Linked DNA regions of Oryctolagus cuniculus: region 1 is linked to region 2. Evidence: chromatin contacts called from public Hi-C data. All regions are on one chromosome and are shown on one strand. The core of a region is the stretch at or near the end of the contact, and the rest is flanking DNA. Distances in the headings are between cores, read along the strand shown. Region 1 holds the start of LOC127483561 (potassium/sodium hyperpolarization-activated cyclic nucleotide-gated channel 2). Region 2 has its middle 19 kb from the start of TRNAN-GUU.

The links. Hi-C and Micro-C count contacts between places; a contact is called where the count stands out from the background.
Region 1: a contact with region 2 is called in a Hi-C map of skin fibroblasts, with 2.3 times the contacts expected there. The contact joins the promoter of LOC127483561 here to the enhancer-like site in region 2. A contact is called at or near these places in 2 of 6 Hi-C or Micro-C datasets (skin fibroblasts and an unstated tissue).

What each region holds. Positions count from the first base shown.
Region 1 is chr13:48,557,357-48,564,014 of mOryCun1.1, reverse strand. LOC127483561 (potassium/sodium hyperpolarization-activated cyclic nucleotide-gated channel 2) reads left to right here and starts at 1,968. Exons shown (of 2, transcript XM_051821448.2): 1 at 1,968-2,345; 2 at 2,461-3,330. The coding sequence starts at 1,968. The coding sequence ends at 2,586. COMMD3 (COMM domain containing 3) reads right to left here and starts at 2,001. Exons shown (of 8, transcript XM_008268283.4): 1 at 1,769-2,001; 2 at 355-466; 3 at 184-247; 4 at 54-88. The coding sequence starts at 1,907.
Region 2 is chr13:48,494,923-48,501,239 of mOryCun1.1, reverse strand. No RefSeq gene overlaps it. Among named protein-coding and RNA genes, the nearest start is that of TRNAN-GUU, 19 kb to the right of the region's middle. Within about 2 kb of position 1,614, at least 4 of the 8 cell types and tissues checked have an H3K27ac peak or open chromatin away from gene starts, as enhancers often do.

The DNA.
Region 1 (6,658 bases), core at 719-3,218, 62 kb before region 2:
TTCATACCTGCAAGTGAAAAGTGCCTCAGCTGGACACCTTACACAGAACCTACCTTCCCAGTAGGATTTCTAGGGAATTCTTATTATTCTGGGGAGGGAGAAAAAAAAGAAAGAGAATACGTCTTTGCAAACAGAGCAGAAGAAAAACAGTAATCGTTAATTTAAAAGTATAAAGTAAGTAACCTGATATTCCGTGCAAAACAGGTCTATTCGCTCTCTGTCAAATTTACAGTCTTCTAGGTAAGAGCTGTGTAGCAGAAGGGAAGCCAAAGTTCAGTTTCCATTTTCAGAACTGAGATTGGAATAATAAAGGTACTATTTGAAAATAAATGGATATTTAAATAAATTCTGTACCTCAGAGTTGATTTGTCAACTCGGTGCTTTCCCGCCTCCAGTATGTAAGTTGCAGCTGCTGCATGACAATGTTTTAGAACCACTGGGTCAATATGTTTCAAATCTGGGTGATCTAAAACAAATTGCCAGTGAGGACAGTGATAATTAAGAAAAATTCTTTATTGTAGGTTCCATAAAGAGGATATTTTAATTCGGGTAAAAACCTCTTTTTAGCAAGATAACAAAGAGAATTCAAATAAAAGGAGTGCCAATTCTAAGTAAATGAGATTAGCAACAAAATCAACTTCAAAACAGTAAACATCAATAATTCTGTTATCTGGTTTCAATTATTTTTCCTTAATATTTTTATTATTTCCAAAAGACATTATCACTCCAAAGAAAAAAATAACAGTGGTCCTTCTAACACTGGATAGAATAAATTAAAAGGAACAAGGAAATAGGTATGTTACACAGTATAAATTTCAGAATGAATATTTTTGCTTTAGAAATTATCAATTTTAGGGTATCTGGCTCTGTGGACACACCAAGAAGTGGAAGAGAGGGCATGAGTTCAGAATACAAAATGCAAATTTCAAAATCCTATCAATATTTTCAGGCTTTGATAGCCACGTGATTTTTGAGATGAACCCAGGTGGCGGTTACTATTTTCGTTTAAAGAACTTCCACTTTCAGATGTTTCTGTGCAAGTGTCTAATTCATGTACTACAGAAAAAGGCAAAATCTTGAATTTTAGGGATACTGATATTTAACAAAATTATCTAAAAGCTATCTGTCTTAAAATGCTTTCACTCCGCACTGACATTCACTGACCAGGTCGCTTGAGAGGCTCGCCTCCAGGTAAGGGGTGCGGGACAAAGCACTACGCACCCCACTTTCATGTCTTAGGAGTAGAACCGGGGTACAACACACTGAACTAGAGGGCTGCAGCGATCCTAGCAGCCAGAGGTATTCTCTAGGTTGGAAGTTGTCAACACTATTCGAGCCAGTAATTACTTCGGAAACAGTCCCTTTTAAACGTTTGCCAGCCTAGCCCAAGAAGCCTGAATTGCTGGGAGCGCCCCTGATGAAGTCCAAGTGTCAAAACAGCCGCCAGCTCACACCAGGCTGAAAACCTTAGATGTTTAGGCCACAAACAAGGCTGGAACACGGGCTTTACAAAGGAACAAAGAGACCGGGTGGGAAATCAGGCGAGGAACGTGTGGCTGGCTCTGTGCAGGTGCCAAGTGTGGCCAGAACAATGCTCAGAGTCCGCTCTGGGTCCCAGCAGAGCCACGTCCCCACACTCCGTCCGGAGCGAAGGGCAAAGCCCGGAGACTTCCTCTTCCCGGGGCTCTCCCCCGCTCGCTCGGTCTAGCTCCTCTTCTTGGAGCGCCCCTCCACCCAGGCCGGTCCAGCTCAAAGCCGAGCGGCTTACCTAACACGGCCTCGTCCGCCTGGGCGTCCAGCAGGCTCTGGAACGCCGCCCGGAGGAGAAGCGTGAAGGCGTTGGAGTCGAAGGAGCCGGGATCCGCCAGCATCTGGAAGCCTTTCTGCACATACTCCGAGAGCTCCATTGTGAGCGCGCCGTGACCTTCGACACGCGCACCACGTGACACCCGCCGCGCGCTCAGCTGATGCGGCCGCGCGCGCACGCGGGCCGGGGTGGCGGCGCGGGCTGCGGGGCCTCCCCGGTGACCTCCCGGGCGGCTTCCCGGCCCGCGCCGCCGCCCCGCGCCCCCCGCCGCCGCCGCCCGCCGCCGCTTCCGCCTAGCAGTTCCCTCCGCGGGAGCGGCGGCGGCTCGGCGAGAGGGGCGGCCATGGGCGCATTGTGGACGCGCCGCGCGCTGTCTCCTCCCCTCGGCGCTCGCCGGCTCCGTTCCCGGAGAGACCCCGGGGAAGTGGTGGGAGGTGTCGGGATCCAGGACCCAGTCCCCACCAACCCGCAAACCGAGCCTCCCCGCTGCTCCCTCAGCGCGAAATCCTGCGGGAAACTCCGATTTAAGGCAACTGGGGTGTGTGTGGGGGTGTGTGGGGGGGTGTTAACTAGGTTAACTGCGCAGCACTGCCCTTTCGCCCGAGACTGGAAATCTAGTCATACAATTCTGGTTTATTCTTACCTTTTCTTAGCCGTTTCTGGAATACGGCAGTAGTCCTTACTACGTGGTGTGTGTTTGCACACGCACGCATGCACACAGTGAGCGCGTGAACGCACTCCAGCTCAGCTGTTGGGAGACACTTGACAAGAATGCTTAAAAATCATCTTCTTGATGGATATATTTCATAGGATGCTTAAAAATCATCTATGCCGCTACAAATACTTTTCAAAAGCAAACGGAGATAAAAATTTTGTGCATTGCAGCCGTGGGTCCGGTTTTAATGACTTAATAGAATCTTGATAAATACATTAGATGGCTATCAGTACAGTTGGGAATGGCAGGATCTTTATTAGAAGTGAATTACTGTTTCCAATAGCCATCACTTCAAAGATTCAATAAAGTTTAACTTCCCCTCTTCTACTACGAAGTTGGTTTGGAGAACCAGAAAGATTCTTCAAAACGAAGAAGAAAGAACCCGCGAAGCAAAGTAGATGAGGCATTTTCCAGCAAAAGAACTTGAAAAGTAAAATGTGCGCGTTGTTGAGGGACGGAGGGAAAGGCTATGGACGAGAAAGTTGTTTGGCTCTACAGGAGCGGTGGTTGACTACGTGAGCTCAAGGTGAAGCTTTCTCTGGCGTAATTGACTTATATATATTTGCAAACACGCGTTTTTAACGCATATAGTCAACGTCCAACCTTGCCCCAGCACGCGGAGAGCACCTCGTGTCCTAGTGGGGTGATTAACATCAGGAACAGCTGCAGGAACTTTGCTCCGTCCTGCTCTGGAAGCTTTGAAAGGCGCGTGCACGAGCTCTTCCCGCAGAAGGAACACACACAGCAGCGAGGGGCTCCTGAATCTCCCTGGGGTCTTTTTGAAATAAACACCTATTCATCACGTTCATATTTTCTTCTCATCTCTCATTCTCATTCCCTTGTTTCTCTTCAGTGACAAGTCAGTTGAAAATACCAAGATACCTGATTTACCTAGGGACTGTTTTACAGGAAGAGTTGTGCAAATGTTAAACAATATTAACACCAAAACTCATTATTCTTATTACATATACATATATATTTTATGAACTAGGATAACACTACTAATACTCTAATAGCATTTGAGTTGATTATTCTAATCCTAAAGAATTTACTGTAAAAAAAAGAATGCATTTGTCCATGAGCATAGATTTTTAAATGTTATTTTAAAAGAGGCAAGTGAACACAAGTGGTTGAGTTTGTGTGCATAAAAGTTAGGAAATTCACAAAGATTGTTTCCATAATAGCTGTCACGTTACTCTGGCCCATATGTAAGTACTTTCTCTTGGAGGATGTTTGTCCTCTTCTGCCTAAATATATTCATGTGTTAGGCCCAAGTTATGGGTACATTTCCAGCTCTCACAAAAATTTTAACCACAATGTTTTCTGCTGCTAAAAAAACTAAAATTTCCTACTACAGGTACATTTATTTCAACTCCCTTTGAAGGAAGCACAGGATTAAATATTTGTTTAAATGTAGAACATGTGTGTCTTTGACAAGCTATTGAAATACATAGAAGTATAATCATTAAAAGGCATGACTACCCAGATGTAGATTCCCTTGGTTTCAGCAATAAAACCAATGCTTTTTATATTGTTAGAAAAACTATGAACGTATTCTGAAAAATAGTATTTAAAATTTTTTCTTTGATCAATGAAATAACCATTGGAACTTTCATTAAAAATTTTAATAATTCCACTGAAAGCCAGTAGAGTAAATTTGGCCTCAAAGAGACTTTCAACAGTATAATTATGTGCAGCTGAAATAACTAAATAAATATCAGACATCTTCATGTTCATTATGTATCATAAACTGTAAATATTAAGGCAGAATGCTGATAAATTTGTTTTTCTTTTAGAGAATCTAGAAATTATTTGAAAAACTCAAAAGGATAATTTTTAACAATGTTTTAGAGTTTCTAAATAAATTGTATTTTTTGAACTGGCTAGTTAACTCTTTCTAGAAACCAACTGTGATTACCATTAAAATGGGCTGGGACTTTTACAGAATCTATGTGGTCAGCTTTTCCCAAAGGCCTCATTCCTACATTTGTTAGTTTTATGAATTAAAATCTTTTTTTTATAATGTATAAGTGCTTTCACTTGTGTGGGAAGAAAGCCCAAGGAAGGTATGCCTTTAAGATTAAAGAGTTCCTTGAATATCCATGTGGAGAAAAAAATGAGATATCCATAAGTTTTAACTGGCATGTATACTATGCCAGTCTAAGATAAGGGATGTATTTTATTTCATCCATGAAATAAACTTAAGACAGCTTCGTTTTAAAGAAAAGAAAGTTTAAACATTTTTAAGACTACCTATACTTTAAGAAACCATCCTCTCTACTCCCCCACCCATATTGATTCTTTGATGGTTACTCATCAGTACTTACTGGTGAAAATAGAGCTTTACTACTTTCAAGCTGTTTTAACGATAGTTGGGCAGTTGAGGGAAATGTTTATGAAATGACCTTTGAGAATATGGCCTTTGAGAATATGAGTCAAAAACCATTTCAGTAGTTTATAAAACCTATATGTTCATGCATTTATTTTATTGGATATCTTAGTAAGGCATAAATTAGGTCTTGTAATTTCAATGGTCAAGTTTTTGCACATTCATGATCACAGAGTTCATGGTCTCAAATTGTGTTTCATGTCACCTACATTGTCAGACCCCCAAATTCAAGGGGACAGCAGGGCTTTTATTTTAAAAATTAAACATTGAGTCGAATTCCTGATAATTCCTAAATGGTCATTGTTACAATAACTAATTTAGGCAAATCAAGTCTTCCTCCCCTCACATAGTATGGACTCGTTTGTATATGTGGATTTTAAAATAAAACTCAAATTCATTTCAATGGAGTTAGTGACTTAGTATGTAAGGGAAAGTGAAAGCTAATTACATTAAAGAACCCACAAGATTGAAAGCCAATGATACGGTGCTGTCTAAAAATTCACACTTACACTTTTGCACAACTATTTTGGATTTTTTCCCCTAGAACTTTTATTCAAAACATTTAGATTAAATGGCAAATGGTATAGTTTATATGTAATATTTTCATCATTTAGTATCATTTTAAAAAATTTCATATATTAGGGAAAAATATCAAACATCAAAATACAACAGTAAATTAAATGTTTTGAAAGATCTAATTATCATGCTATCTTAAGTTTCTTAAGAAGATAAATAGCAAAGCATTTCCTAAACTAAGGGCTCTAAAATTAACGTTTGCAAATAAGAAATTCTATAGTCAGCATGTGGGTGAGGAGTATACTCCTGAATTACTGGAGTGAAATTTAGGAACCACCAACAGTGCTGCCATGATTTTGTTAGCTAACTAGCCACAATATGAGAACTGTAAAACTAAGTAGAATTCCTAAGAATAAATTTATAATTTTAATATCAAATCTTTGCATTTAACCAATCTCTAGTTTTAGGGAGATTTTGTACATATCAGAAAAGTCATGTTTTCCCTTTATGCTTCACTGTAACATGCTGAAATTTTTCTTTAGGAAGTTTGAGCCTCTATTTTTAAGCAAAGCAGTTAATGTTAAGTGGATATATCTGTTTCATACAGGCTAAAACTGTGATGACTTCATCTAGAAAGAAATGAGGAAATGTAAATAAACAAATACAATTTGGCAAAGGTGCAGGCAAATTTTAATTTAAAGTTGCAGGAATTAAGAAATAAGAAAGCAGTAATACTCCATTTAACTTTTAATGGAAAAAAAACAGGTTGAATTATGTGAAATATTTCTCTACATGGACAAATAAACACCATTCATCTTTACATTCAGTAAATGATTCAAATGATTCCAATTTACTTATATTTTGTATAGATTATAAAAAGCAAGATTACTCCTTAAATCATATAACTTATATCTACTTCATCAGAGAACTGATGTGAAAATTAGGAGCTGATCAATCATCTAATAAATTCTGTCAAATAGACAATTTAGTTAGTAAACACAGATAATACTTCAACAGCAAGTTGATTTATTTTTTTCTACACCGAAATTGTGAAGCTCACCTCTTCAGTTTCCTGTATCACTGATCTGGTGTCAGCCAGAGTGACCCATGGCTTAGCTGTAAGAGGGTAAAAGGGAAGCATAGGTTTGTTGAAACCAGAGCACTTTGTTGAGTACTCATGTATTTAATTCTTCCATATGTACACAGACTGTCCTGGTGTATTTTTAAATTG
Region 2 (6,317 bases), core at 365-2,864:
TTTTAATTTTGTGGAATATTCTCAGGCAATCACATGGCCCTCTTACTTTGAAATTTAGATTTTGAGCATTTCACACACCCACCCACACACCCACACCCACACCCACACACACTCACACACACACACAAAACAGGAAAAAAGATCACCTTAACTAAAATGTCAAGACCAATGTCTGAACTTAGTCACTGACTCTTCATTTAGGAAAAAGATTTTGATCCCCAAGTATCTTGAAACCTGCTTTTCAAAAATGCAACTTTCCCAATAGAAGAATAAAAGATATTTGTCTTCCTTATGTATTCCTATTTGGGAAATGATCTGTTCTCCTTGTGGAAATCTGCAGTCTGAAAAAAGAAATAAAGACAAATAAGGAATGAACTACTGAAAATAATCTACATGCCATTTGAAAATCCAAGGGCCACTTAATAATGAAGTAGTCCTAAGATCGCCAGGCTGCGGCGTCCAGCGCCGGGCCGCAGGTGGCCACGCGCCGTCCGGGGCGCGCAGGTTGGGCTTCAGGGCGCGGCCGCCAGCGCCGGGCGAGCTTCGACGAGGCCGTTTGAAGTGGCGCTTTGGATGGATTCCCGGGTCTGTACGGCTCGGGACGCTCCGGGACCCGGCGACGCACTCAGGGCTGAGGCGTCAGAGGTGGCCGGGAAGAGAGGCCGGGGTGCTCAGGTGGGACACACGAGTGCGAACTCGACGTTTCCATCCACCAAGCGCTCGGCCCCCACGGCGCGCCCTGAGCACCTACCTCGACACGCTCCACTGCTCTGCTCCGGCCAGAACCCCGGGCAAGACGCCTCCGTGGGGCCGAGATGGGAACGCCTAGGAGCGAGGGCGCCGGCGGTCCCGACCGGCGGCGTGCGGGAAACCCGACGGCGCCACGGCTCGCCCCTCCGCGCCTCCTTCGCGCCTGCCTCCTCGCCGCCCGGCGGCTGGGGCGGGAGCCCAGAGCCGGGGAGACCCTCCGTTTTTCCCGCGGGGTCTTGGCTGAGCAATGGATGCTGCCAATTGCAAGGGAAAGGACAGGGACAAGAGTTCCTTTGGGGCGTGCTTGACACCCACCAAGGGCAGAGGAGAGACGCGACAGGAGCCAGCGCGGGGACGTCGGGGGTGAGAGGCCCTGAATTTCTGGGCGGTGAAGCGCTTCTCTGAAGGAGCCCCGAGAGCCCGGCCGCGCCTAAATCGCTGAGAGTCACCCGGGCAAGACCGATGCCTCGGCCGCCTGCAGGAGAGAACCCATCCCTCGCGTCCCTCCCGACCCTCCTGGGGCTCCCGGCCGAGCCCGGACCTGGGGCGCCGCGAGGGACAGCCCCGAGCAGGTGGCGGCGGCCCAGCGGGCACGGCTACCTCCAGGAAGGCTCTATTTTTGGGCTCCCCTGCCAAAATCCCCCCCTCCCCCCGGTGCGCGCCCTCTCCTCGTTCCCCACGGATTGAGTTCGTTTTTTGTTTTTGTTTTTTGTTTCCGGTTCCTTCGCTGATGCCCACCCGCGTGGCCCGCGCGCCCACCAACACCAAGGGCGCAATTCGGGGCGAGGTGCTCGCGGGGGCTGCGGCGGGCCGGCGCGCGAGGCGCTCCTTCCGGGCAGCCCCGAGGTGCAGGCCCGCTCGCGGCCGAGACGAGCGTGCGGAGGGCGGCGTGCGCAAGGGGTCAGGCCGGGGAGGGGGCTCCAAGGGCCGGGGCATAGGCGCCCGTCCCCCGCCAGGGCCCCGCCGGCCCTTCCCAGCTGTCGGACCCGCGCTGCTGAAGCTGCAGAAATGTGCTGGCGCCTGTCCACCGGCTGCGAACAAAACCAAACAAAAAAGCGGCGAAAGCAAAAGCGAATATGGCGCTGCTGAAATCCAGAGCGTCTTGCTGTTTCCTCTGCTCCGGACCCCGGCCCCCTCCTCCTGGTCCTCTGGCCTCCGCCTCCCGGGCGCTGCCCCTGCTGTTCCCCACCTCACGCCCCTCTGCTGCCCTCACTGGCACCCTCCGTTCCCCGACTGTCTCCCCTCTCGGTTCCTCTTTCTCCATTTTGTGTCGCAGGCGCTCTTCTCCTCGGTTCCCTTTCTGGTCTCGCGCTCCCCCGCCCGTCCCACTTTTCCGAGTGGAGGCGCGGGCGGGGACGGCGGGGATGGCGAGGCCAGGGGCGAGGGCTGCTCTGGTAAGGAAGGTGTTCCTTTAGACTCGAGAACCTGCTTTAAGCAGCTGCGCGCCTGGCGTCTTGCATCACCCGCCGGGCAGCTCCCGGGCCGCGGGCGGCGCGGGGCCGCCAGCCGAGCGCACAGGCCCTGGAGGAGGCTCGGGTTTGATGCTGAGGTCCGTGCCCTTTTTTGTTGATTGGTTGGCTGGTTGGTTTTTTAAAGCTTAGGATAGATGCGGATGTGCACTGGATGTACGTTTCCCTAGCGTACTTCCAATGAAGCTTTTGAGAGAAGCCTACGAAGAAGACGGCACTGTTCGTGTTGCTTGTTTTCTTTTGAACAGAGGTTACACCCAGACACGAAGATAGTTAACTTCTTTAAGGCTAAAAGGTCAGAAAATTAGCGCTTTCTTTTACATCAGGGCTGACCGCGACACACCCCCGCCCCCTTTCTTTCCTTCTTCTTTGTTTTCTAAAGATGAACTTTTTCAAAAAAGACTGATACTTTTTCGATACAAAACATCCCCAAATTGCGGTTCTGGGATAGTTCAAGGTCTCCAAGCGCTTGCCAGCCTGTGGAAGGATGGGAAATGGGTTGCTACATTCAGGAGAAACGGCGGGGTTTCCTACTGGAGCTCACTCTGCTGGAGACGCTCGCTCTCCGGCGGGGCAGGCTCGGCTTCGGTTCTTTCAGAGAGCCAGCTAAAAGGAGACACTCTTCCTCATAAAGAGACACAGCCACTCATCCTCTGACCTCTCTCAGTGTTCGTGAGAAGCTGGGTCCACCTGCAGTGTTGGAAAAGAAAATGGTTTTGCTTCCCAAGTTGTTTTTTTAAACTAACTGTATTTCACTTTCTTGACACCTGACCAGTGCGTTCTCACAGCCTTCTGGCTTGTTTTACCTCCTCGCCGTGGCCGCCACAGCCATAGCCTCCAGGAAAAAAAAGAAAAAAAAAAAAAAAACCAAAAACTGTTCATCCCTCAGGTGACTCTCACGTTCCTGGAATGATCCGAAAAGACCAGAATTTTGTAAGGTGACTTTTTTTTTTTTTTTTTAAATATATTAGGGTCGTGTTTGCAGGGAAAGAACCATTGAAGTTTTCCTTCAAAAAATCACCTTCCTTGGCTTTCTTTAATTGCCCTTATTAAAGTTAGGTCACAAATAGAACTTATCTTCAGACTCTTTCTTTATGAGAGGAGAAAGAACCCAGCCAGCGCAACTAGGCCTTATTAAATGCCTAGCTCTGGAATTGGTGCCTGCGAAGCAGGCTTGTTACACTGAGTTTCATACAGGTATTCCTATGGCTCAAACAGTTGATTTGTAAAAGTCCCCCTCCCCCAAAAAACCTGTTAAAATGTGATTCTAACCCAGGCCCCTATACTTCTGTGTGAAGTACTTCTTCTGGTAGATGAACAAGTAAAATGCATCTAACTTGATGAACTGGTGGTTTTTTCCCTCCCAGATGAACTTTCTAAAAATGGGCAAAGCACGGAAGTCACTAACATCCTCCAGTTTAATTGGAGTGATTCAGAACTTATATAAAGTTAATCCTGTTGAGGTATTAGTTCCTACTCAGAGAGGATAAATTAAGCACATCTCGGATTATTTTTAGATGGGCAACTTTGTACATACTCCAAGCAATGGAGAGGGGAGTTGGAAAAAGGATTATTTATCCAAAATATATGTATTGAATGCCAAAGATATTCATATCTCATTGAAGCAGGGTGTTGACGAGGTGGGTATACATCTTAATGTCTGTTATGAAGGAGTTTACCGATTATAAAGACTGCTTAATCCTTTTATATTTTCTCTCATTGAAAAACATGCCTATGAAACAAACTACAGCTAGGTACCTGCCTTCACCTCACAGGTTAAATTTCAGATAAACTAAAAACCTAGAGAAACAAAGAACTGTTTAATTATTGGAAGAAAATGTAGAACTTCTTCATGGCCTTGGAGTGGGGAAGAATTTCTTCAGCACAATCCATAGAGGAAATGATAAATACTTTTATTTTCTAAATACTTTTATATGACTAAATAAAAAGTTACAAGATAAATTGAGAAGATATTTTAAGGCAAGCACCCAACAAAGGATTAACATTCAGAAGGTATAAATTACTTATGTGAAAGAATTTAATAATTTATGTATCAAGAACATTATAAGTAAAAGATGTGGATAAGGATATACACGCATGAAGTAAAAGCATAGAACTGTTAACAGGAAAGATACATATGGACTTCAAAAAAAGTGATTTCCTTTTGGAGAGAAGGGAAGAAGGAAGGAGGGAAAATAGGAAAGGGTCCCTGGGTGGGGGTCAATTCTTTATAAAAAGATCAGAGGCAACTATGGCAAGATGTTGACACTTTTGTTCTTTGTACTTTTTTACAAGCTTGTTAGAATTTATTTAAAAATCTCTAACATCAACTTCCAGTCCAAAAAACAAACAGATGACTCATTTCTTTCTTAGTCAATAATAATCTTGTAAAATGGTGTTCACATATATGATGGCAAAGCAAACAGCATTCCCTGGTGCTCTTCTTGTGTAGTGTTTGACTGTTATGCCGTGTTCACAGCAGAGATTTCCCTAGTTTCATGTCTCTCTGGTGTTAGCTTGTTTGTTTTCTCAGTAGATTTAATGAGAAGAACAGGAACTATGAATATGTATGAGAGTAATTCACAAAGTTCATGGAAAATGGAATTAAAATATGTTTATTTTGGTGCAAAAATTTTGAAAAATCCATTCACAGTTTTTTCGTAAAATGCATTTCCATGAACCTTTTGAAAGCCCCAGTATGCATAGATTTCAAAATATTTTTGGACCACAATAAATATTTTTACATTCCATTTTCCAGTGACTTTTTGAAATACTCTTGTACAAGAGAATTTATTCTTATATAATAAAGTCATAAAAAATGTTTTTTTTTTTAAGTGAGGAAACAAAATTCCTCCACACCATTACAGAAACCCTGTTGAAAAAAAAATTGACAATCTCAGGCCTAGCATGCAAGATTTATTATTTAGGTGTGTCTGATTTTTTGTGCAGACTAAATATCAGGAATTGGTTTTGTGGAAGAATTTATGAGGAGTTCTCAAATGTTCACTGAAAATACTTGTTACGAAAGCTACAAGTAGATTTCAAAATATTCTTGCACCAAAATAAATGTATCTTTTACTTCTCTTTCCCATGAACTTTTTGAAATATCCTATGAGATCTTTTTCAAAAAGATTTATTTATTTGAAAAGTGACACAGAGAGAGAGAGAGGTAGAGAGGGAGGGAGGGAGGGAGGGAGGGAGGGAGGGAGAAATGGGGGCTGCTGGTTTACCCCTCAAATGCGGGTAACAGCAGGAGCTGGGCCTAGGGTTGGGTGAGGCCAAAGCCAGGAGCCAGGCACTCCATCAGGGTCTCCCACGTGGGTGGCTGGGACCCAAGCACGTGAGCCTTCAGGTGTTGACTCCCAGGGTACACATTAGCAGGAAGCTGGAGGGAAGCAGAGAAGCCCTCCCCAGGCACTCTGCTCTGAGATGCCGACCTCCCAGGAGGCAGCTTAACCAGCTCTGTCACTTTCTCATTTTATCTGGTAGGAGTTCATACAGTGTTGATTTCTAGTTTTGTTTACTTGTAACTTCCGTAGGGATTATTCATTATATTGTGGCACTGAAAAGATGTAACATTTCATTTGCTTTGAGACCTTGTGTTTGTTTCAGGTCAACAAGCATCCTGAAGCGACATGGCTATTGTTCTGCTTGCTCCCCTGTGAACTGAGAGGGCTTGTTACACAGTGACAGAGTCATGTGGTGGCAGTATCCATACTACCATGTCAAATAAAGGTCAGAAAGTGAGGCAGAGATGCATCAGTCCTGGAAACATATGGATCCAGCTAATTTCTGCAAAAATAATCTTCTGAAAGTTCCAAAACTTTACTCCAAAACTCCCTATGGCTCCCAAATGCCAATAAAATTAAAGCCTAAGACTTCACTGGCCTTAGCGGCTCTTGTAACCTCATTGCATTTGCATTTCCAGCCGCATTTCCAATACTACCAAACAAACTCTGCATCCTCAAGCTGTCAATCTGTCAGTCAAGTGTTCATCAAAAATAGTGCTTTATACCTTTCTGTTTCTCTCTTCTGTCTTCTTCCATCAGCTAGGATGTAACAGAAAACAGCGAACAGGGACTTGTTTTTCTTATGTGA